Linked DNA regions of Mus musculus: all the other regions are linked to region 1. Evidence: chromatin contacts called from public HiChIP or PLAC-seq and promoter capture Hi-C data. All regions are on one chromosome and are shown on one strand. Each heading gives the region's core, a stretch centred on a gene start, on an enhancer-like site or on the middle of the called end of the contact. The rest is flanking DNA. Distances are from core to core; before and after follow the strand shown.

Region 1 (3,886 bases), core at 581-3,080:
TGACGATGTTTCCAGAAAGGTTCAACTGAGGAGGGAAGACCCACCCTGTATGTGGGCAGCTCCATCCTGTGGGCTGGGTACTGGGACTGACTAAAAAGAGGAAAGTGAGTTGAGCCCTGAGTGCCTGACTGCAGATGCAGAGTGACAAACTACCCCATATTTCTGTAGCCATACCTTTTCTACCATGCTGGACTGCACTCTCAGACCACCCAAATAAACCCTTCCTTTCTTAAGTTGGTCTTGTCCGGTCTTCCATTATAGCAAGGAGATGAGTAGCTGATATGAATGGTTTGGAATTCTCAGAGAAGAACGAGGCCACCAATGTGCTCCGTCCCAGTTCACTGCCGAGCTCTGTGACCTTTTGGCTTGTATCTTGGGCAGGTCAGGAGGGGAAGCCAAGGTCAGCTGCTCTGTTCTAGGAATCGGGACCAAGCACTTGGCTTTCTAACCAGCCTGTGTGAGAGGAGCATCCCTGACAGGGAAGTATCCGAGGCAGTGTTGGTGCTCCCAGTTATCCTGTGTTGTTGGCCTCCAGCTGGCACATTGGACATGTGAATCATCGAGAGAAGGATGTGAAGATGACAGAACCTGGAAGCATGAGTTCAAATCTCACATGGGTCCCTCACGGAGGCTGTGTGCAGCCCTCCCCGTCCCCTCCTCTCCCCCCTCCTCCTCCTCCCCACCTCTGTATGTGAGCAGTGAGGGCATGCCAGGGAGATCTCATGCTGGCAAGCTTGACCTCAACTGAGTTCCACCCCCTGGATTTACATGGTGGGAGGTGAGAGAGCCCATTCTGTTGTCCTCTGAGGCCCACTGTGGACGGCGTGCCCACCCAATCATACTAAATAAGTGTTTTAATTTATTTAAAAAAAAAAAGAAATGAAAGGTGGGTTTGTGAGATGGCTCAGTGGTTAAGAGCACTGACTGGTCTTCCAGAGGTCCTGAGTTCAAATCCCAGCGACCACATGGTGGCTCACAACCATCTGTAATGAGAAACAAATAAAAAAAAAAAAAAACCTATGGGCTGGAAAGAGCAGGGGCCGGAAGGAGCCGAGCCAGAGCAAGAGGGAGAAAGGGAAGGGGGAAAAAAGAAAAAAAAAAGTTTAACAAACAAACAAAACAAAACAAACAAAATCCCAAAAGGTGAGCTAGCTTATTGAAGAGAACAGCTTGGGGCCCAAGGGCCATCTTATGCTGGGTGCCTCTCCCCTACTTAACCCGCTGACTGGAAGAGAATAGAGAACCAGTTTGGGGAAACACCCATGCCCATACGGCCACATCTGGTCAAGGGCGTGATCCGAGCTGAAATTTAAGCTGAGGACTAGTAGGTGGAATGTTCTAGCACAGGGGTTCCTCAACTGGAAGAGGCACTGGTGGTCCCATTTCACAAGTTTTGATCCAGCGGCACTATATTGGGGCTTAGAAGATGACAATTACATCATGGTCTCAAAGGTGTGGATGGCGCTGGTCTGGAGCATCACAGAACCAAGGTTTTTAGCGACTCTTTAGCATCCCTGTAAAGCTCGTGATGGTGCCAAGGAGTGCAGGCAGAGCAGATGCCAAAATTAGAGACCTCTGCCACAGACTTGGGTTCGAATCTTGCCGCCGCCCTGACCAGGACTCTTCCTAACAGAGTTCCTCGGCAACCACGCCCCGGCCCTGAGAGCCAAGCACGGATACCGGGTCCTCTTCTGGGATTCTAGGCAGTGCTTCTCGCTTAGGCGCCAGGTCCGCGATCGCGCCTCCGACCGTCGCGCGCCTCTCCACTGGCCAGCGTTGCTATGGCAGCGCCGCAGGGGGGGGATGCTGAGGCTGAGGCTCGCAGTAGCCCCTTTGTGAGGCGCGGGAGAGATGTGCACCCCACATCTCTTTGCTTGAGTCCTGGTCCGCAAGATGGGTGCTTGTTCGTGTGCCCCACCCCACCCCCACGCCCGAGGCCGGGTGCGGCAACTCCGCCCGCCAGCCGCTCCTGCATTAAAATTTCATGGGCGCTGCAGTAAACGCGAAGACGACGCCGGTTGCGCTGGGGGGCCGTAGGGAGGGAGGCTGCGGACCAGAGCGGGGAGGAGTTTGCGAGGGGAGGCGCTTGGGAGGACTCCCCCAGTTCTGTTAAGAGCTGGGCACAAAGAGCCCTTTGCACTCCAGCCGCAGGAGCGAGGAGGAGCCGAGGTAAGCCGGGGTCGCCATTCTCACTCCCCGCCGTGCGCACCTGATCCTCGGGAGGGCAACGGGGTGGGGGTGGGGTGTCCCACAGTCCCAGGGCAATGGTGGCCCGCGCTGAGTGGGTGACGGGGCTCCAAACCCGCAATGACCAGATGTGAGGGTCCAGTGGATGGACCATGGGGATGGAAACACAGAGGATGCTCAGGGTCTGGTAGTCACGGTCTGAGGGGGAACAAAGACCCTTCCCTTCCCCCACAGCTAGATGCACATGGGCGTGGGGACTCCGGTACAACACCAACCCACAAGGTTAGCAGGTAACTCTCTGGGATAGGGACTGCGCCCAGGCATGGAGGGTGGGGTAGCGGGTGGTTTCTCTGACTCCCTTCCTCCACACGCCCAGCCCTTACCATTCCTCCACTTATGGGCCTTATCCCAGACCTGGGGCGTCCAGCGCAGCCTCAAACCCAGGGCATCTCTGCACTCTCATCGCGACGTCGCTCTGGATGCTGTTTGCATATCCTTGGGGAGTCACTGCTTTGGCACAACAGTCCTGCGAGGTGGTAAGAACCCATTTTAAAGACGAGAAAAAGGAGGTCCAGAGAGGTTTAGCGGCCTGTCCAAGGTCACTCAGCCAAAGATTTTTGAGTTTGACACGACGGACTCTGAAGCCCACATGGCATCTCTAAAACGGTGTGGGGGTGACCCTAGAACTCACTAGCTCGGTTTCTCAACCCTCCTGGGCTCTGAGACACTACTCTCTGCAGAAGCTGGGGGTTTGAGAGGGAAAGGTCTAGACCTCTTTCATCTAGGACGCGAACGAGATTATTTCTTGGACAGAGGGATTCCGGGGACCCCTGCCTCCCCACTCTCGTCCCAGTCTCCCGAGCACAGGCCTCCAGGCGTCGGGGATCGCTGGCGCTCACACCCCACTGCGGAGAGGAGTCGCGCCAGGAAAACGCCCCCACCTGCTGCAGGGAGGGGCTAAGGGATCGAGGGCAGAGAGAGAACTTGCTGGAAGCTGGAAGCCGGTTTGTTTTTCTCGGCGCCAGCGTTGCGCTGAGCTGGGCGCAGCCTTGCTGCCTCCCCAGAGCGCTCTTTCCAGGAGGCGTCTCCGGGTGTGGAGTGCGACGGGCAAGGATGAGTAACCCCACACTCCCGGGGCTCCCCTCAAGTGAGCCAATGTCCCGCCACGTGGCCCCGCGCTGCGTCAGCACATCTAGGGCGGGGCTGCACATCTGGAGGTGCTCAGAATCGCTCCTGATCCTGGAGCGGGGATTGGGGGTGGAATGGGGGTTGGGGGGAGGGTGTCCCCTGGGCCAGAGAACTGCCCCCAACCCCAGCTTCAGAAGCGGGGCAAATGGGTTCCTGGCGCTACCCCATCTGCTCCATGCTGTGAGAAAACACTGAACTCACCCTACCCTATTGAAAGAATTCTGGGTTAACAACTTTAACTTCTGCACACCCTAAATCTGTCTTTTTATATCCTTTGCGGTTGAGAATGGGTCTGAGGTCTGCCCTACGCTGACCTTGCAGAAAATTTAGCCTACCATCTTCTCACCCCATAACGGTGTGTGTGTGTGTGTGTGTGTGTGTGTGTGTGTGTGTGTGTGTTGGTGTACATTTGACATTTTCAGCGTCCCAAAGAGCTTTTCCAGTCGGTTGAAGACAATCTCTTTTAACATCCATAGAAAAATGAGTGTTGGTCAGGCATGGTCCTTGCAGT
Region 2 (3,886 bases), core at 560-3,059, 860 kb after region 1:
GAAGAAAGAAAGTTCAGTCAGAATCAAAACCAAGCAGTGTCAGCCCAGAACTGATCCCTTACAAGAGACAAGTGCATCAGTCTTCATATTTAAAAGTAGAGAGAAAGGCATACCATGTTTAGGATATTTTAACAGTTAACTTCTAATCATCCATCTACTACCTAGAAGGCTGGCCATGATCTGCCCTCTTATTCTCTGAGTGAGAAGCCACACCCCTTTTCTCTTATGGACTGGGTACAACGTGGCTGTGGTCATAGCAGCCATGTTTTTCCTCAGCTGTAGGGACTGCATAGTAAATACCACACATTCTGACCATGAGCAGCCGACAAGTAAAGGCTAGACTACTATTCTATGTGTCACTAAGAAGACACAGAAGGCTAATGCATGTCACATCTGGGAGACAAACCTTGATTTTGGACGCATTAAAATGTGAAAGGAAAGAGGGAAACCGGACTTTAGAACTGAGGATGAAAAACTGGGGGGTGAGGGTAGGGACTGTGCAAACCTACTCACCTCCATAGAAAAACTCTATGTGAATCCACAATAAAGTGTACATGATTACCTCTAGCGTTGAATAAATAAAACCAATGGCACTAAATAAAGACAGTTCAGACACTAGGACAAGTCAACTTGTAAGAAGGGAGGACTCAGCTTAAATTCTGGTCAGGTTGGCCCCAGGAGACCAGTGAAGGTGAAGCTAAAGGAGGTCAGAAGGGCCAGGCCGCCACACCACACACCTACAGAACCCATCTGCAGTAGATTCAGAAACCAAAGGAACTGAAAACCTTGTGAAAATATCACTATAGATCCGACACACTATTCCATAAAGCACACCTGTGAACCTTTGCCATCAATTCCAGCCACAGGCTGCTTTTCTAAAACATACCATGAAGAGTACCACCCCGTGAGGAACAGACATGGCTTCCTACACCTGGACTTCAACCAGACTCTAAAAATACTTGTTCATTTTATGTGTGTGGGTGTTTTGCCTGTATGTGTATCTGTGCACTCCACGTATGTGCAATGCCCTTGGAGGCTTTAGGTCCCCGAAACTGGAGTTACAGAAGGTTGCAAGTCACTGCATGGTGGATGGGAATTGAACCCCGGTCCTCTGGAAGAGCTCTTAATGAACTCTTTGATCTTTGCCTTGGCTCACATGGCTATACCATACAGGGCAACCAAAGGTGTCCGCAATCTGGGGGGTGAACATTTGAAAAACCAAGATGTCAGTCTCAGCACCAGGGGTGTCCAAGTGGGTCTTTCTGAGACAGATACGTAGAATGAAACCTTCCCCTCTTTGCAGCCAACATTAAAGGCATTATACTGAGAGTGTAACATGACCCAATTATTGACAACAGCACTGTAGCCTGACAGGTGAGAATAATGCACCTTGTCAAAACCAAGACACTTTGCGTTTGCTAGTTTGAATCTGTAAATGTTTAATCAGTTGAATTAAGTAGCATAATATGAAAAGGTAGGAAGTGGATGTAGTTTTCACATCCTCAAGTTTTGTATTTCTATGATTAATTTTTTAAACAGTATCTTCTTGCTGCAGTTTTATTGTTGGGTGCCTGATTTGGTCTCTGGATTTGAAAACTGGTCGATTTATATCCGTATCACAACGGACAAATCTATTCCTTCATGTATGACAGTTTCAGCATACAGAATGCGACCTCAGCTACCAATTACAGCTGCAAATGAGCAATAGTGTGGAATGAGACAGCCTGCTGGCTTTGTTAGTACTCTGTCTCCTGTGGGATCCCAGGGGGAAGGGAGGCTCTGACGGAGAGAAGCCCCTGGCTCATGGTTTATTGTGCTTGCCACCAGCTGCAGACTTCTCATCTCATTAGTTCTTTTAGAATACTGTGGGTGAAGACAGCTGCAGTCTACTTCAGTCTCCAGCTCCTGGGTATTCTGAAGGCTGAATCTGCTATGCACTTTCTGTATAATCCTTGGGAAGAAAGAAAGCAAATTCACTAGGCCAAGGAAACGCACTTTAATAAAAAAAAGGGGGGGGGTTTAAAATCATGTTTAAATGGAGAAAAATCTTATTACTGAGGTGCATTGTGCTTAACATATTTTTGTGATCTAATTTTCATTACCTATACAATGCCCAGAGCCTGGTCAGGATAAGGGCCCGGTAAAAAGCATCATTATCTAGCTAGGCGCACCTTCCGAGACACTACTTGTTCCTCCAACAATAGTCCCAACGACACAAAAGCACAGCAGAATCAGCATAAGACTCGTCTGGATTAGTGCTAACCAACGCTGTGTCACTGACACTCTCATTTAAGTAAAAACGAAGGCGAATGGAAGCCAAGACCCCTCAGAGAACAAACTAAAGTATGATACGGTAAATCAGTGGATTAGTGCCTCCATGCCTCCGGAGTCCCAGAATGCAGTCATTAAATCCATATAAGGAACTGTTCAGCCCTGGTTCAGGAAAGCTGCGCTACCTCATGGGTACACATCTGTTACTTACTGCCACCCTCAACAGAGACCCTCAACAGAAACCAGATTAATTTTGAAGACAAAGAATATTATTTTTATGAATCTTTTAGCATAGTGGCTGTTCCCCAAAATGCAAGCATAAAACCTGTGCTGAGCCAACCTAAATATGTTCTTGAGCGCAGACTGAACTCCTGATTCTGAATGGGGAAGGGAGTGGGTGGTGAGCTTGACAGCTGGTGAAAAGTCAAGGTGAGCCTCAGACACCAGAGACGGCTCAGAGTGAGCCTGGGTCAGCTAGCACAGGTGAGGGTAAGCAGCAAGGAACAGCGACGCAAACACCAGCCTTAGCAACTCTTAGGACACCTGCTCAGGCAGACCAGGGCCCAGCCAGTGTAACAGGATGCCCAGGGGAATTTTACAAAGTGAATGCTAGGGTCCTGCAGCCTGCTACAAATGTTCTACTTTAGCATATAACGATTAATTAGGTGTCTATTCAAAGAGCTCAGAGATAATCACAAAGTTTGAAATGCATGGGCACTACTGTTCAGCTTAGCAAAGCTTGGGGAAAGGCTAAATAAAAACTGAAGGCAAATCGAGCACCCAACCTCTCAGCACTCCTTGACCCCTTTAAATACTCCAGTCCTTAGAAAACAGAAAATGAAAAGTCTCTGACCCCAGTGCTAACTGCCTGCCTGGAGCTGACAAAGCAGGCCAGCTGGCTGAAAAGTGTCTGCATTGAATGTTACTGTAGCAGGGAAGTAGCTCTGCTATATGGTATAATAGCAGAAAAGTAACATTTACTAACTTGTTTAAGAAACTGATTTCAACAGTTATTTTCCAATCAGCAGCTTTCTTTTCTGTTTTTAATTACATATCCCCAGTGACTCCTCACCCTTGCAGGTTCCCACAGAGTACCATTAATACAGTATAAGTAAATCTCATTAATTCAGGTCCTACCACCTTGGAATTTATAATCACTGGCATAGGGGCCTGGCTGAAGTTTATCTTTGCATGATCTATGAAAAAAAGATTTGCTACACAAATTAATAGAGTAACAAGATCTCAGGAGGGTTGTTTAAACAGTTCAGAAGTGTTTTAGAGCAATTCAGAAGGCTTCATTTGCATATAATTATTATGCTAATTACAAATCATTCTTATCTATTCATTAAAGCAGAGTCCCAAAGGACCACTAATTGTCAATAACTTGTTGGCCTAGTTTCTTTTACTAGATGTACCTCAGAGGAACGAAACTGCATTAAAAATATTGTATGATCTAGCCACTTCACGAATCCTTCTGCTTTCCACCAATGAATCCTAAAAGCTGCATTTACAAACACCTGTACTGAGATCAAAGGTGCCATCCTAGTGTTGGCTGGGAGATATGGACAGAGCAGTCCACAGTCTTTCTAATGGCACAGAGACCTCCACAAGGGCC
Region 3 (3,886 bases), core at 666-3,165, 830 kb after region 1:
GCCAGGATAAAGAAGAGCAAGCTGCAGAAAGAACTCAGCCAGTGTTGGTCTGGAGCAATCACTACAGGGCCCACGCCCACCCAGCACCCTCCTGGGCCTCCACCAAAATGATTCAGCCCCAATTATCCCCTAATTGTCTCAGCCTGTGGACTCCCAGCTGGAGCCTTCCTCCCCTGGTCTTCTTGACTGGATCCTACAGGGCTACAGACAGGCGGGCATCCCCTCTGCTATGGAATGCTGCCCTCCAGGCTTTTCTAGGCTCTTTCAAACCTCCCTCTGCATACAAACCTGTGGGTTTCAAGCTGTTTGTGGAGTCCCTGCTGCAAAGCACTTCTTTGGGGCCCCCTGGGCGCCTACACTGTCCCTTCTTCCTGCCCGGACGACCTGCTTTGGTAGAGACAGCAATGATTCTTAAGCCTCTTAGAGAACTACCTTACTCAACATCTCCCTCTCGTGCAGCGCTGGCAGAGGGATCAGGAAAGACGCAGAGGGGCTGCCCGTGGATGGAAAGGGCCTCAGGAAGGGATGCCAGAATGAGAACAGAAAAAACCCAGTACACGGAGCTCCACACAAACTAGAGGATGCTCTAGGATCTCAGGGGAGGGGAGAATACGCTAGAATGGAGTTTTCCTCTTCTCTTGGCCAAGGACCTTTAATTTGAAACCCGCTTTCTGAACACGTTGATCCAAACTCTGCAAATACTTAGGTATCTAGGAGACACAAACAACATTGCTCTGGGTAAAAAGAGCTCTGGGTTCCTAGCATTTTGGACTCGAGATGTCCAAACTGAAGATGTTGGCTGAGTAAACACACCGTCACGGAAAGATCTCAAACCAGAAGCACTTCTGGTCCCAGGTACTCCCAGTTCAGGACACTGTCTATGCCGATATGTTTTGACAAGTGCAGAAGTCCTGAGGATCTGACTATATATATATTTTTTTTTTTCAATTTATACATCTGTCTGTGTAACTATATGTGGGTGCTCTTGGAAGCCATCTGGAGTTTCAGGCAGATATGAGCTGCCTGGTGTGAGAACTGAACACAGGTCCTTTGGAACTTGGGTCCTCTGGAGCCATCTGGTTACCCTCTGCTGTATAGTTTTTAGGGTCCATTGGAAGGCAGGCTAAGGCTCACAGGACCTTCACTGTTTTTATCACCAGGGACCATACCTGACCTTATTTCCTCTTGGACATATGTCTATGGGTGGGTCAGAGTCCTCCTCACTTGCCGGCTCTCTACCCTAGCTTATTCTCTCCCCTGCCACACCCCCATGGTCGGTCTCACCCTTCCAAGCCATCCTCTCTGCACACTCATAGTCCCTGGTGACAGGCACCACTCCCTTGGTATATGGCTCTCAAGAACATGAATGGCGTTGCCTCCTGCAGCTCACCACCACCACCACCTTCTCATTTCTGAGCTTCACTCTTGCAGGCAGCTGACTGCTCACTTGCTCTTAAGATGGCAGCGATCACAGCCATGGGGGGAAGCTCTACGCAGAGGCTGGCGCTTCTGGAAGGACACATGAGGCCAGTGGGTGCTGGCTGGGAGGAGATGGTGGTGAAGCACACCTCGGATGGTTCCATCTGGCGTTGCGCTGACTTGGTCCCTCCAGCAGCCCAGGCTGGACAGCCTCCTGCTCCAGCTCAGCGCGGTGTGTGCTCTTCCTCATCTCAGAGTGGAAATCATCGTTTATGTTATGCAGAGTCCAAGAACTTGTCCCTGAATATGCAGCCCACTGTCTGGAGATTGAATTTCTTCAGTGTGAGAGCCTCACTCTCCAGTACTACCCTGCAGTCCAGACCACAGGGTCTGTCTTCGGGGGAATCCAGATTTGTTGTTCTAGCAAAAGAGAAACCAGAGCCCGTGTTGAGTAAGCTCAGAATCAGATCTCAGCCCAGGGAAACACTGCCAGATGCTTAATTGTGCTCCAATTACACAGAATGATCCAGAATGGCTGCTCTGGGCAGACCAACACGGATGGCCATTATTACATTTGGACAGCCCTGTTTGGTTGTATGCAATCTCTGCACTACTGTGCGTCTTCTTGAGAGATACCAGCCCATCCTAAGACAGAAGACAGTGCCTATTCAACCCACACTTAACCACAGAGGCCAGGGATCTCCTGGGACTTCAGGTCTGGTGGGAAACGACTCCCTCTTCTGCTCTGTCTACCCACCCTGTAGTAAGTGCTGAGAAAAAACTATGACAAGTTGCAAGAGGGCCCAAAAGGTGGTTCAGGAGACACGAAGAGGGCCCGTTGGACCTAGTAAGTCAGTGGAGGAGCCTTGGAGTGTGGTGATTATTCTAGGGGACAGGATCAGCCACTGCAGAAGGGACCTGAATGGCAGGTCACAAACTAGCCAGGAGGAGGCAGTGTAGCTGGAATAGAACAAGACATTATGAGCAGAGGGACCAAGGAATCTGCGCATGGCCCTGTTTTGTGGGACAGCATTGAGCACAGGCATGTGACCTGTCTACTTTAGAATCAGGAAGCTCCTCTGAGGGGGAGGGAGGAGCCCTAGTCAGGCAGTGAGAAAGGGCAGGTCCTCAGAGTTTTCTGAGGGTGGAGACCACAGCATCCAACACCGGTGCAAAAGGTGTGACTGCCCCAGCCAGGGAGCTGGATGGAGCCAGCGTCCAACTTGGCTGCACCCTTACCTCCCTCTACCGCAGCCTGCGCCTGGGGCTTTAGTTAGCCCACCTGAACAAACACGCGCTGCCTGCCACTGAAGCCAATGGGCTCCAGCCAGAGGCTTTGGTCCTGCTGGATGGACCCTAGGCTCCTTTTGGCAGCTCCTGATTGGCTGCCGTTCTCTTGCCAACAATGCATTTCAGGGGCCCACTTAAAAGTCTTTCCATCTGCACCGTACAGGCAGCCCCGAGCCACTGGAGATGGCATGCGGCTTTGAGTGTGATGGGTGGGGGGGCCGGCCTCTTGCTTTCTTGCCCACAGCCTCAGTTGCTGAGGAGCCTCTGAGATCTGCCTGCCTTATTGCACTGTGTTCCATCTGGAAACTTTCAGGGTCTTGTTTTTTTTTTTTTTTTTTTTTTTTTTTTAAACACACACACACACACACACACTCCACTTCTTTTGGTTATTTGAGAAAGGGCCTCCCTATGTTGATCTGGCTGGCCTGGAACTCACTACATAACTAAAGCCGGCCTCGGAGATCTGCCTGCTTCTACCCTGGGTTCAGGGATTAAAGGTGTGCGCCAATACACTTGGTTCTTACTAGCTCCTTTTAAGTCTAATTCCCATGTGTAGACTCTCTTTGATCTAATTTCTCATCAAGTCTTCCCTCTAAACCCAAAGGCACACGAGATGTCAGGCCATGGAGTCACTTGAGACTCACTACTGTGGTTGCCAAATTCATGGGCCCTGTCAGAGTCACCACAGAACACACCACAATGTAGGACTTTCAGAGTGAGCTCCAGAGGTTCTCTCTGCAGATCTAGAGTAGACAGGGCCATAGGGTAGGCAACTGTCTCAGTTTGCCCAGCTCTGAATGGTACAGAGGAGATAGGGGCTCAGCCAGAGCAGCCCTGGGTAAACTGGGTTGCTGGACCCATCTGGTACAGGGAGCCCTGAAGAGTCAGTACTCCCAGGTGGTGAGATGCAGGGCTTCAGGCTTCCCTGCACCACATGCTGAGACCCAGGAGGAGTCTAGGACAGGACGGAGCATACACACAGAGGCAGTCGATATTCCCCAGAGTGAAAGCAATTCCCCCCTACCCCAAGATCTGCCTCTGCATCCTTCAGCATAGCAGGTGAGCATGATCAGTAACAATTAAAAAGTGTTGATCAGCTCATCTGAGTGGGGACAGCAGACTTGTTGGTATTTCAGGGGCCAAGTTTCCCAGCAGCCCCCAGCTGGGCACAGCTGAG
Region 4 (3,886 bases), core at 847-3,346, 820 kb before region 1:
GGGGATGGAGAGTGAGGATCAGAGCTTTTGGAGGTTTCTTGTAGAGATGTCGGTGGCCTGGCACAATGGTCCCAGGTTTTTAAAAAAACGCTGTCTCATTATTTCATTATTTTATGTGTATTCTTGTTCTTCATGTATGCTTGTGAGCCTTTGCATGCCTGATGCCCCCAGAGACCAGAAGAGAGCATCAGTCCCCGTCCCCCGCTCCCCGGACCTGGAGTTATAGATAGTTGTAAGCTACCATGTGGGTACTGGGACCAGACACCAGGTCCTCTACAGGAGCAGCTGGTGCCCTTAACCATTGGGCCATCTTTCTAAACCTACACAGGTGGTTTTGTAGCTTTTTGGCTAATTCCTTGGACCGTGTCCTTCTCCTTACTGAAGTGAAGTCTCAGTGAAGGCAGATGCCAGACCCAGTTCCCAGTTTGTTTAGTCCCCAAAGAGTAAACAAAAGGAGAGAGTAAAAAGAGAAAAAGAGAAGGAACTCTGTAGAGCTCTTTCACACACCATTCACACATGGCTGTTCACACACATACCCGTCCACACATGGGTACATGGGTGCTCATACACACACACACACACACATACACACACACACACACACACACACACACACATCCACATATGGTTGTTCACATGCACACACCCATCCACACGTGGCTGCACACACACATGCACACACACACACACACACACACACACACCATCCACATGTGGCTGCACACACACATGCACACACACATACACACACACACACACACACCATCCACATGTGGCTGCACACACACATGCACACACACACACACACACACACCATCCACATATGGCTGCTCACATGCACACACCATGTACATGTGGCTCCTCACACACATATACACACTCACAAACACACACACACACCATCCACATGTAGCTGCTCACATGTACATCCATTTACATATGGCTATTCATGTGCACACACCATTCATATGTGGCTGTATACACACACACACACACACACACACACACACACACCATCCTCAAGTGGCTGTTCACACACACATGTGCTTCCACACCTGCATCTAACCCCTAACTTACTTCTGTGTTTTCATCTACTCATTTGGACTCTCTCCACAGACTTTTGGCCATGGACCGGGTACTGTGGGAACTGGGCTGTGGAGGAAGAGCAGGCATCTTTGTCAGCCAGGGAGCATCTGTGAAGTAGCACGGACAGCCCATTTGGCCTCTCAACTGTTTCCACAGCATCGGTTGTTTTTAATGAAAAGAACTGGAGTTCAGCCTTGATTTATACAGGAAGTTGTTAGAAAACAACAGAGAAGAAAAGCAACACACACACACACACACACACACACACACACACACACACACACACAGCTCTGGGAAGGTGCCAGGGGGACGGAGACGTCCACCTTTTCCAGGGAATGCACTGGTGAGCTCTGGACAAATTCAGAGTGAGGTGTCCCCTGGTGCCACGGCCTTGAGGACAGTGCATGTGGATGCTATGGGATGTCGAGGCTGGCCTCCACTGTGTGAGAAATGTGAACAGACTTCACCCTGTGTCTGGGACACTAGGGTGCAGGGTGAGACCTCTGAGGGCTTGTGTGGGAGGTGAGAGAGCTTCCTATGTGAGGATGCTCTGTGGTCCTCTCTTTTACATGCGCTGATGAGTCAGAGTGTATTATTCTGCTTTCTGCTTGAGATATTTTGTTTACAGAGTTCCCACAGATACTGTGTTCTGTTGTAACCAGTTTTGCTGGTTCAGAGAAATGTGTGTGTGTGTGTGTGTGTGTGTGTGTGTAACTGTCACACAAAACCAGGCTCAGATGTGATGTATGGGAAACTATATGATGTTCCAATCCACACAGCTTTCTTTGAGATTGCACTCCTTGGGCATGTGTTGTGGGTGTCTTGGAGGAAGGAGACAGGCTCAGAAGGGCTGGGAGACTTGTAGACTCTGACTGGGTAGACTCTGCTGGTGGGCTCAGCATCACAGCACTCAGGGACCTGCCAGTCTCATTCCATAGTCCCCACTGTGCCCTGGCCTGAACCCCAAGCTTGGCCCCCTACTGTGTTTTTGCAGGGAGTGGAGCACATACAAACTGGACCACATGGCCTCTCAGAAACTGCCACCAAGTGCTGGTATCTTAGCAACCACAGGATCAAAACAAGCTTGGAATAAAAGATGGGGAAGGAGGGAGAGGAAACAACCCCCTGGACCCCATCACCTGACCCACTGAGGGAGTTGGAGCACCTGACTGAGTCTGTGGTTTGCAATTCTTTTGAGGAATTCCCACCCCAATGCTGTTTACTGCTACAGACTGTGCTGGGAGTAGAGAAGCACATTTCAAAATACACAAAAGGGGACAGTGTCCTTGGGGGTACGGGTTCTGGGGATGACAAAGCAAGCGGGTACCTCAATATCCCAGGGTCCAGGGATCACATAGGGTTGGGGAGCACCTAAGGTAGGGAGTACTTGAGGTGAGGCCATCTCATCGGGGAGCACTCCAGGTAGGGAACTTTACAGTGGGGAGCACTCCAAGTAGGAACTTTAAAATGGGGAGCACTTTTGGGTGGAAGGAAGTACCTATGGTGGGAGCATCTGGGAATAGGGAGTACCTGGGGTGGGGAACCACCTGGAATGGGGACCACCTGGGGAGAAGAGCATCTGGGTAGGGTCTGCATAGTCTTTGAACTATATTCACTTCAGCCCAGGAGCCTCTGAGCCTCAGCCTGGTGGCTCTGTGGCCCCTATTGATGGAACCATAGATGGCTAAGCTATGGAAGATCATCCCTATGATCTCGAGTCTTTATTTAAGAAATGTGTTGTTGTAAAAGAGTCAAGCACATATGATGACATTTGGAGCCAGGACACCTCTCCTGAGGGAGAAGCCCAGTTTCTCAGCTCCAGTGGAGCACAGATATCATCAGAGCCCATGGGGCGTCCTGTATCTAAGACCCCATACCCTCTTAATCAGCTACAGTTGGGTCAAAACCACCTGGAAAGTGTCACATCCATACTGAACATTGAGGTGGCTTGAATGAAATGCACCCCCACTCCGCCCCCAATCCTGGCCATTTGAAGAGCTGGTTCCCAGTTAGCACTGTTCCTCGAGCTTTGGGTGGCCTGGCCTTGATAGTGAAGTACATCACTGGGTAAGGGGACTTAGGCGTTGGAGGAGGTAAATCACTGGGGCCTGGGCTTTGGAAGAAGAGCTTCATTGGGAGGTGGGCTTTGGTGGGGGGGGTACGTCATTGGGAGGGGGTGGGCTTTGGGGGGAAGTATGTCACTGTGGATTGGCTTTAAGAGTTTAAAAGACCTTGCTCTACTTCTCGTTGCCTCTCCTTGTTTTCTGGTTGGAGTTAAGCATGTGAGTTCTTGGCTGCCTGCTCTGCTGTTTGCTGCCATGTTTCCCTGCTAAGATGGTCTCATCCCTCTGCAATCATAAGTCCAGAGAAACTTTTTGTCTCTAAGTGCCATGGTCATGGTATCTTACCACAGCAACAGAAAGATAGTGAATACAAACATTTTGGACAGGTTTACCCTGAAGTTGTTCACTGGATCAGGTAGATAAGAAGGACCACAGCATCCAGCTAGGGTTGCACTATAAGTCCTCTGAGATGACTGTGCAGAGTGTGTGTGTGTGTAGTGAACTTCTATGGAAACACTGTATCTGTCCATGAGCCTGGCCAGCAATATTGTGTCCAAAGAGCCTGGCAGCCTCCTTATATCTTCCAGCATCCTAGAACCAGCCTGAGACATGACATGAAGGGACAAACCTGGCAGTGGCATGACATCTGCTGAAGGCAGTGTTTTTACACCTTTACCTGGCACTGTTGGGTAGTGGTGGTGGCGGTGGTGGTGGCGGTGGTGGCATGTTAATAGGAT
Region 5 (3,886 bases), core at 491-2,990, 790 kb after region 1:
GCTAGCTTGTGACAAGTGTCTCTCCTGACAAGAAGTCTCCACCCCATGGTGGAGTATCAGGGTCACAGGACACCCTTAGGGTCAAAGGACATCTTTGGAGTCACTGGACCTGGCTCAGGGTTCAGCCCCACATGGGTACCGGCCACCATGACAGTCCATCTCAGTTAATACTCGGTGCTGAATGTGTGACCTCACCGATCCCCAGAACCACAAGCCACAAAGCCAAAGTAGGCTCACAGGAAGTGTGCACATCACATGCTGAACCACGGCTGAGGCAGGAGGAGGAAGACCAGCCTGGGCTACATATTGGCCTAAAGTCAGTCCAGGTTATCCCTCTGAAAACAATGAACCTCACAGCCCCCTCCCCAGTGAAAGCCCTGGGTGGTAAAATCACTCAGTGGAATCTTGGAGATGCAGGGGCTGAAGGGTGGTGATGGCGGTGGAGACGGTGGCGATGATGATGACGGTGACTGTGATGATGATGATAGTAATGTTTATGGTGATGTCAGAAATAATAATAGCAGATATCTCGCTAGCTCTCACCCTCATCACCATCATCACTATCATCATCATTGTCACCAGGCCTGTAGCTCGTAGGCTAGGGCTTCCCAACTACTCTGGGCCCAGTTCAGGGCCGGACTAGAAATCATGAGACCGAGGAAGGTCTGGCTTTCCCAGCCTGCCCCAAGAGGCCTCACACAACGGTGGAGCCCAAACAAACGAGACCCCAAACAGGCTGCCCTGCCCAAGCTGCAGACCCCTTCCGGCCCTGCCAGAGCTCCATAGAGAAGCAGAAGGAAAAGGGAACCCTTGGAAACCTTGGTCCCAGGGCTGCTTCCCGAGGCCAGGGACACTCATCCCAGGGAATCGCTGAGCAACTGAAGAGGGAGGGAGAAGGGACAGGAAACCATGTCCAGCAGTGGGTGGAGGACCAGAAACCACGTGGGAGGGACCGGAAACCACATTGGGGGTGGGAGGCTGGGGTCTGATTCTGCCAATGCAAATCTTCCCAGGCTGCACTGGGCTATGGATTGTGTCCTGGAAGAGCTCAGGCTAGCCTTGTTCATGCCATGCTTTACCCAGCTCAGTGGGGAAAAAGTGGTTTACATGGGGCTCCATAGGATTCGAACCCAGGCTCCCAGACACCATTCTGGCTCTTCCTATGCCTCAGTGCAGGCCTTGAATGAATGGGGAAACTGAGGCTAAGCGTGTACGGTAGCAACTACCCGTAGCCCAGGATGGATAACCCTACCAGGTCCTTCTTCCCCTAAGACCTGACACTACCATCTTCCCAGTGCTCAGATGGGGAAACTGAGGTCTGGAGACAGCACGCACCCATAATTACAGACAGACCAGTCGCCCTGGCAGCTCTCCATCCGGAAACCCCACCCACCTCTGATTTGGTGACCTCTGCAGGCCAGAGCTTTGTGTTACCCTAGGCTAGCCTAGGTCAGTCTGTTTGTCTGTAAAATGGGTCTCGGTTATGAGGACACTGATAGTAACTATATGCCTGCAGCCCCCCACTGTGTGCTCACAGCCCCACTAGGTGACTACAGAATAGCTAGGTCCCTCTTATGGAATTTGGTGGTGTGAGTGGCAGGGCGTGGGGGGGGAGGCGAGGCATGTGAGGTATTAGTGTGTGGGCGTGGCTATGAGCGGGGTGTTGCTGTGGGGAGGGGCCTGCTGGGTGGGCTTGTTTGCGGGCATGGTGTGTGGGCAGAGCGTGCAGAGAGATTTGAGGACTGAGACCTGGGGAAGCCGCACCCAACTCCACCCAACCTACCTATCTGATGCTGGGAGGCTGAGCCCAGTACTGCCTGCCAGACCTCAGTTTCCCTACTGGGATAGCCTGCAGAGAGGACTGACCTCCGTCACCTGAGCCTGGCCAGCCTGCCAGTTTGAAACAGTGAATGAGGCCTAGCCTGTGCTACAAAATCATGTCTGAGTGGTGGCCACCATCAGTGCCTGCAGGAAGGGAAAACCTTCCACTAAGGCAAACCGCCATTTCCACAATTCAGGTTTGGCTCAGTGTCCAAGGATAAGGAGGGTGGGAGGGGATCCCGCATCCCAGAGTCCCTGGCAGGGGCAGGGCTGAGCTCTCTTCCAGCACACCCAGAGCAGCCAAGGCTTACCCCCACCCCTACCCCTCAGCTCCACCCCAGGGGTGCTAGCGGTCCATTTGAAAGTGAAGAGAAAGCATCACAAAGGAGACAGGACCTTCTGGAGAAGGGAAGAGGCACACAGAATGAAGACAGACCAGCTCTAGCTTTCCTCCTGGAGAGCTCCACCCAAGCAAACCCAAGACAGATCTGGGCTCAGGCATCCCCAGGATCAGCTGGGGCTGGCATGCTTTGGGCCAATTACCGGGCAGGGGTGGTGGCTACTCTGAGGTTGAACATGAGCTGCCCCATGCTGGGGGGTGCTCAGGTCAGTTGAGGCCACCTTTATTTGGAGATAGAGATGATGATATATTTAATGTGATTTCTGCCAGGACCCCCTCCCCGATTAAAAACTGTGGGTACTTGCTTGTCTTCAAATGCAGCCAGGCAAGCCTGGTCACATAGATTTCTAACCCGACCCTGTTAAATGATAATAAAAACCAAGAGAATGCACGGGGAAGCCTAACAAGGTGGGAGGCTACCTAGCAGGACCAGGGCAGGCAGGGGACAGTGCCTAAAGCAATGTTGTGACCTTTTAACACGGTTCCTCGTGTTGGGGTCACCCCCAGCCATAAAATTATTTCCCTTGCTACTTCATAACTGTGAGTTTGCTACTGTTATGAATCGTAACGTAAATATCTGAGAGGCAGGATATCTGATATGTGACCCCTGTGGAAAAAGGTCACTTGGTCCCCCGAAGGGCTCTCAACCCACAGGTTGAGAACAGCTGGCCTAGAGGAAGGTGTGGGGGAACCTCAGTCCCTGGGTTGTGCATCACTGTGCTCGGGCTGTTCTTTCTTGACACTGCACGGCTCCAGGCTCCTCAATAGCCTTGATCTCTCCAAGCCACCCTGGCAGTCAAAATGACACAAGCCTGGCTGTCTGGAGTACATATTCATGGGGACAGGGGGAGGGTGAAAGAACATGCTGGTGTGGCTTCTAAAGAAGGGAGAGCATCCATCCCTGGTCAGCTCAGCCCCAGCCTTGAGAGTGTGAGTTTGAGGCAAGCCTGGGCTATGTCTCAGAAGAGGGAAGACCTACACGGTGCCTCTCCCATCACGTCCTGGTGACTGGGGTGGGTGACAAGCAGCAAGGATGGGCTTGTGACTAAGAGCTGTCTGGCTTGTGTCTTCACTGCCCACACCCGCACACCGCCAGCAATGCCTGTGAGATGTTCTTAGCAACCTCCAGGGGATCTTCTACAGCAGTTCCCTCACATTAGCAAGGGGCAGGTTCTCCAAAGCCCACACAAGCAGAGATCGAAGAAGCAGCTGCACGGAGCAGGGGGTTTAAAAACAAATGGATTTGGGCCGGCAAAATGGCTCAGCGGGTGAAGCCACTGGCCTTGATGCCTGACGGCCTAAGTTCAACCCCCAGGACACATAGTTGAGGGGGAGAACTGACCTCGACGAGTTGTCCTCCGACCTCCAGGTATACACTGTGAAATGTGCACACATATTTACACAAGTAATAAGTGAACAAAAACTAATAACTCACACCTCAACAAATGCACTTTTGTACTGGCTTGCACTGGAAAACACACAGCCAACCTCGGAAGCCCCATACCCCAGCCCCTGAGATTATCACAACCCCAACTACAGACCAATCTCTCCCTTGGTCCTGCCCAAGGTCACTGTGCAGGATCTCTGGCTCCCCTGTCTCTCTGCAACATTCCTCAATGCCTACAGGTCCCCGATTCTACCTATCAATGATGTAAACCACGCCTC
Region 6 (3,886 bases), core at 572-3,071, 650 kb after region 1:
CTTTAAAACAATGCTGATCCTTAGGCACCAACCTAATGAGCTGGAACCTTTAAGGCCCTCCAGAACATCTGCATTCTCATGTGCTATCCCAGCAGTCTCTGAGCCCAAAACCCAGTCTCTTTTTGTTAGTCAGGAACCAGCAGTCCAACTGAGCCAAGGAGCAAGCTGCCAACAAGCCGTCCATATGTATGCCCACAGACCAAGCTTGCTCTTGGTCCTTGAGGTGGGGATAAGCTCAGCCTTTCCTCCAAGACTCAAAATCAATCAATCAATCTCTCTCCTCCACCACCTTCCTTGGCAGTTCCAAAGAATCTGAGCTGACCCCATCCTTTAAGCCCTGCTAAGTCATGGTGACCCTGTTCCTCATGGGCTGCTGAGTCACCGCCAGAAACCTGTAAACTCAGTCCAAGCATCATTCACAGGAGGTAGGAGATGCAAGAGCATGAGTTAGTTTTTTGGTTTTTGTTTTGTTTTGTTTTTTGAGAGAGAGAGAGAGATCTGTATGACTGACTTTGACGTTTCTGCCTCTGGCAGCCATTTATTGTCTTGTGAGGTAGACAATCGTCCAACTGTCAACAAACACACATCATCAACATCACAGCTACACATCATCATCTTCGCTGCACGTGCCAGAATTCCCATGGAGAGGCTGGGAGCTCCCCCAGCTCTGAGTACCCACCACACAGGGGCAGACAATCCTCCAGTGTCCCAGATAGAGAATCTGGTGAGCTGAATGACTGGCCCCATGAGAAACTGAGACAGAAGGAAGAATCTAGAGCCTGTGGGAAGCCAGTGGGGCAAGCCACTGTTTTTTGTCCAGAGCCTCAGTTTTCCCTCTGTAGAATGGGTGTCCACCCTGATCCTGTCTTACCGAATATGATGTCCTGGTGCCATTTCCAGTAGCCCTCCTCTGGTGTCACTGCAGCTCCCTGAAGATCCTATGGGGGAACCAAATTTCTGCCTATTGGACACAGAGTAAGGCAGATAGACACAAGATACGGTTGACTTGTGAGGCCAGATATCAGAAGAACCATCCCAGCCTCTGCCTCCCTCTTCTGGGTAGCTGCAGCCACTTCAGGACCCACCAGAGACGGATGCAGAGGCCTCCACCCACAGAAACTGCACGAGCTAATACCGAGTTATCGCTGCTTCCCGGTAACGAGTCTCAAGTCTCGGGGCTGTTTGTTTCACAGTTACAGACAGCTGACACACAGAGAGAAATGGATAGAAACACACCAAAATACGATCATCAATCCTTGGTATTTACTGTTCCTGGGTGCCAGCCAGACTCTGCTCATGATTTCTGCTCATTCCCTGGGTACACACCAACATAGAGTTGCTTCACAGATGAGCAAAGTGTGCCCAGAAACAGGGAGCTACTTGCCCAAGGGCACACAGCCTGATAGGGATGTTAGCAGGTCTATCAGTCTCTGAATTGCAGCACACTCTGCATTCCAAGCGAGGATATGGACTCCCCGCCACCACCACCCCCGCCCCCGCATTAGTGTTACCTTCTAATGGGGTGTTTTTCCCTGTGGGGAAGACATAAATGTCCGTGTGTCGGCAATCCTTCGGGGCAAGTCAGCAGAGACCTCAGCATCAGGGACTTCTCGGATGGTAGCAGGGAGCCACGTGCTGGAGAAAAGCCCAGACCCTGGAGGGAATCTCAGGAACTTAGCAAGGATGGCTGGGCTGCTGTCTGCCGGAGCCGCAGGGGTTAAAGAGAAAGGCTGGTTTGAAGAAATTCTCTAAGCTGGTGTTAGATCAGGAGGAGAAGGCAAAACGCTTGTAAATTCCACCCGGGGAATTGGGCCCCGAATCGGCTCACCTTTCGTGGACACCCCCGCAGCCCCCGCCCCGCCTGAGAGGACAGCTGACCTTTGGAGGGAAATAATGAAAAGAAGAAATTCCTTGGAGAAAATAATGTGTCCGGGCCTCAGTAATGAGATCGGCTCCTTTCATGTTGCCATGGCGACGGCAGTCATCTTATAATACAAACCCATGAATGGTCCGGGCGGGCAGCCTCACAGCCGAGGGGCCAGGGAGGGGGTTAGCCTCTTGCAGGCTGGGGTCAGGGGCCACCGGGCCTCATTTCCCCGAGATGCAGCCTGGCTCCGGGGTCTCCGGGGCTGGGGGCTTGGGCCTAGCTGACAGTTGCACCACAGCCCTGGGTTCACGGGAACTTTGCAGCCTGATGCTGGCGGCACCTTCTTGGCTAAGCAGCCGCTGCAACCCACATGCGGGGTTACTCTGCAGCTGCTGCCTAAGGGAGACACGGGAGCTTCACTGTCAGATCAGGAAACTGAGGCACAGGTCGCAAAATGAGCTCCTCCTGGTTCAGTTCTTAGGCCACAGCTATGTGTGGTCCAGACCACTGTTGGGCCGGGACCTCTCGGCAGCAGGGAAGTGGTTAGAGGCTGAAAAGATGCTCCTCTCAGACTGACAGGACTATGGAGGACCACCTGTGTGTGAAAACACACTGGGCTGGGCTAGCCTGGTGGCAGAGCACCATGTGACACTCATAAAACCCTGGGTTCCATCGCCCAGAGCCTCCCTATGATTGACATCTGACAAGTTACAGCTGCCGTTTGTCAGTGGAATGGGGCTGGAGAGCTCAGTGGTCACATAGATTTTTTTTTTTCTTGCAAGCATGAGAAGGCAGAATGGATGCCCAGAACCCAGGCAGGACCCAACGCAAGAACAAGGATTTGCCAGCCCAGGGATCTTGCCCAGTGATGGGAGGCAGAGACAGGAGGGTCCCTGGAAGTTCTATGGCCAGCTAGCTAGAGTACACACAGCACATAAGAGGACCTGTTAAAATAAGGTTGAGGGTGAGGATTGAGACCTGAGGTTGTCCACTGATCTCCACACCTATGCCACAGCACACTTACACACGTGAACACACACATCACACTCATATACATACATACATACATACATACATACATACATGTACGCAAATGTTTAAAGTGTGTGCATGTATGTAACAGCAGGAAGGATGGTGCACAGGGAAAAGTCTCTGTTAGAACTAAACCAAAGTACAGTGTAAGCCTCAGCAGCGTGGTGCCCACACCCCTGCGCTGCCCTGCACTTTGCGTGGGCGGTGCTCTTCCTTTAGGGTTGAGGGTACTCTGCCTAGATGGGTTATTGCAGCTCAAGGACACTGCGGGAGACAGAGAACACTGTCTGAAAGCAGACTCACGGGACACACAGGTGAGGCAGGGGGTCTTCAGGAGGGAGGCCTAGAGGAGAGTGGCAAGAGAGGAATGGATGCAACAAGGAGAAGAAGGGAGGAATCAGAGAGGAAAGAGGAGAGGGAGGAGGAAGGGGAGGAGGGAGAAGAGGAGGGAGGAGGGGAAGAGGGGGAGGAGGGGGAAGAGGAGGGGAAGAATTGGGATAGGAGGGAGAAGAGGGGAAAGAGGGGGAAGAGAAGGGGGAGGAGGAGGAAGAGGGGGAAGAGAAGGGGGAGGAGGGAGAGGAGGGGGAAGCGGGGGAAGAGAAGGGGGAAGAATTAGGGTAGGAACGAGAGGAGGGGGAGAAGGAGGGGAGGGAGGAGGGAGATGGGATTGAGAGGAGAGGGGAAGGAGGGGAAAGAAAGGAAGGAGGGGGAAGAGAAGGGGAAGAATGGGGGAGGGAGAGGAGGGGGAGGAGGGGGAAGGTGAGAAGGAAGGAGAGGAGGGGAAGGATAGGGGAGGAAGAGAAGGAGGAGGGGGAGGAGAAAGAGGGGGAGGAGGGGGAGGGAGAGCAGGAGGGGGAGGAGCTTAATGAGAGGGGAGGCAGCAGGTGGTCTGAGGCTTCAGAGCTGGGCAAGGGAGAACTGCCAGCTACCGTGTGACCTTGGGGGAAAATGCAGTCCCACATGGCTTCCTCGTCCACAAAGACTCTC

The links. Promoter capture Hi-C pulls out the DNA fragments that hold promoters and counts their contacts. HiChIP or PLAC-seq counts read pairs in DNA pulled down with a chosen protein or histone mark.
Region 2: a contact with region 1 is called in an H3K4me3 HiChIP or PLAC-seq map of embryonic forebrain, with 4 times the contacts expected there. The contact joins the enhancer-like site here to the promoter of Miat in region 1. A contact is called at or near these places in 1 of 39 promoter capture datasets (the 3T3-L1 cell line), 1 of 15 datasets of contacts at CTCF or cohesin (large pre-B cells), 1 of 484 Hi-C or Micro-C datasets (forebrain) and 10 of 115 datasets of contacts at active chromatin or transcription factors (SST interneurons, astrocytes, craniofacial prominence and 7 more).
Region 3: a contact with region 1 is called in an H3K27ac HiChIP or PLAC-seq map of VIP interneurons, with 6 times the contacts expected there. The contact joins the enhancer-like site here to the promoter of Miat in region 1. A contact is called at or near these places in 4 of 15 datasets of contacts at CTCF or cohesin (the NIH/3T3 cell line, embryonic stem cells and large pre-B cells), 4 of 484 Hi-C or Micro-C datasets (the AML12 cell line, the G1E-ER4 cell line and cerebral cortex), 16 of 115 datasets of contacts at active chromatin or transcription factors (T-cell acute lymphoblastic leukemia, VIP interneurons, bone marrow-derived macrophages and 12 more) and 2 of 9 other capture datasets (embryonic tail and embryonic trunk).
Region 4: an H3K4me3 HiChIP or PLAC-seq map of forebrain shows a contact between it and region 1, with 5 times the contacts expected there. The contact joins the enhancer-like site here to the promoter of Miat in region 1. A contact is called at or near these places in 1 of 39 promoter capture datasets (liver), 1 of 15 datasets of contacts at CTCF or cohesin (large pre-B cells), 2 of 484 Hi-C or Micro-C datasets (the CH12 cell line and cerebellum), 6 of 115 datasets of contacts at active chromatin or transcription factors (differentiating embryonic stem cells, embryonic forebrain, embryonic hindbrain and 3 more) and 2 of 9 other capture datasets (embryonic stem cells and pancreatic islet).
Region 5: a contact with region 1 is called in an H3K27ac HiChIP or PLAC-seq map of embryonic stem cells, with 4 times the contacts expected there. The contact joins the enhancer-like site here to the promoter of Miat in region 1. A contact is called at or near these places in 9 of 115 datasets of contacts at active chromatin or transcription factors (craniofacial prominence, embryonic basal ganglia, embryonic forebrain and 4 more).
Region 6: a promoter capture Hi-C map of hippocampal neurons shows a contact between it and region 1, with 2.5 times the contacts expected there. The contact joins the promoter of C130026L21Rik here to the promoter of Miat in region 1. A contact is called at or near these places in 6 of 39 promoter capture datasets (the 3T3-L1 cell line, the C10 cell line, frontonasal cranial neural crest and 3 more) and 4 of 115 datasets of contacts at active chromatin or transcription factors (differentiating embryonic stem cells, embryonic forebrain, embryonic hindbrain and 1 more).

Annotation. Positions count from the first base shown.
Region 1 is chr5:112,226,892-112,230,777 of GRCm38.p6, reverse strand. Miat (myocardial infarction associated transcript (non-protein coding)) reads left to right here and starts at 1,830. Exons shown (of 7, transcript NR_033657.1): 1 at 1,830-2,169; 2 at 2,422-2,477; 3 at 2,564-2,723.
Region 2 is chr5:111,366,679-111,370,564 of GRCm38.p6, reverse strand. All of the region lies in intron 7 of Pitpnb (phosphatidylinositol transfer protein, beta), which reads right to left. Among named protein-coding and RNA genes, the nearest start is that of Gm36027, 13 kb to the right of the region's middle. Within about 2 kb of position 1,809, at least 33 of the 459 cell types and tissues checked have an H3K27ac peak or open chromatin away from gene starts, as enhancers often do. A contact at or near this core is called in SST interneurons, embryonic basal ganglia, embryonic forebrain and 1 more, where this site is marked.
Region 3 is chr5:111,394,905-111,398,790 of GRCm38.p6, reverse strand. No RefSeq gene overlaps it. Among named protein-coding and RNA genes, the nearest start is that of Mn1, 20 kb to the left of the region's middle. Within about 2 kb of position 1,915, at least 19 of the 459 cell types and tissues checked have an H3K27ac peak or open chromatin away from gene starts, as enhancers often do. A contact at or near this core is called in VIP interneurons, where this site is marked.
Region 4 is chr5:113,048,276-113,052,161 of GRCm38.p6, reverse strand. No RefSeq gene overlaps it. Among named protein-coding and RNA genes, the nearest start is that of Gm22740, 6.1 kb to the right of the region's middle. Within about 2 kb of position 2,096, at least 20 of the 459 cell types and tissues checked have an H3K27ac peak or open chromatin away from gene starts, as enhancers often do. A contact at or near this core is called in forebrain and pancreatic islet, where this site is marked.
Region 5 is chr5:111,436,800-111,440,685 of GRCm38.p6, reverse strand. All of the region lies in intron 2 of Mn1 (meningioma 1), which reads right to left. Among named protein-coding and RNA genes, the nearest start is that of Mn1, 21 kb to the right of the region's middle. Within about 2 kb of position 1,740, at least 12 of the 459 cell types and tissues checked have an H3K27ac peak or open chromatin away from gene starts, as enhancers often do. A contact at or near this core is called in embryonic stem cells, where this site is marked.
Region 6 is chr5:111,579,496-111,583,381 of GRCm38.p6, reverse strand. C130026L21Rik (RIKEN cDNA C130026L21 gene) reads right to left here and starts at 1,821. Exons shown (of 4, transcript NR_015546.2): 1 at 1,512-1,821; 2 at 1,086-1,203; 3 at 872-961.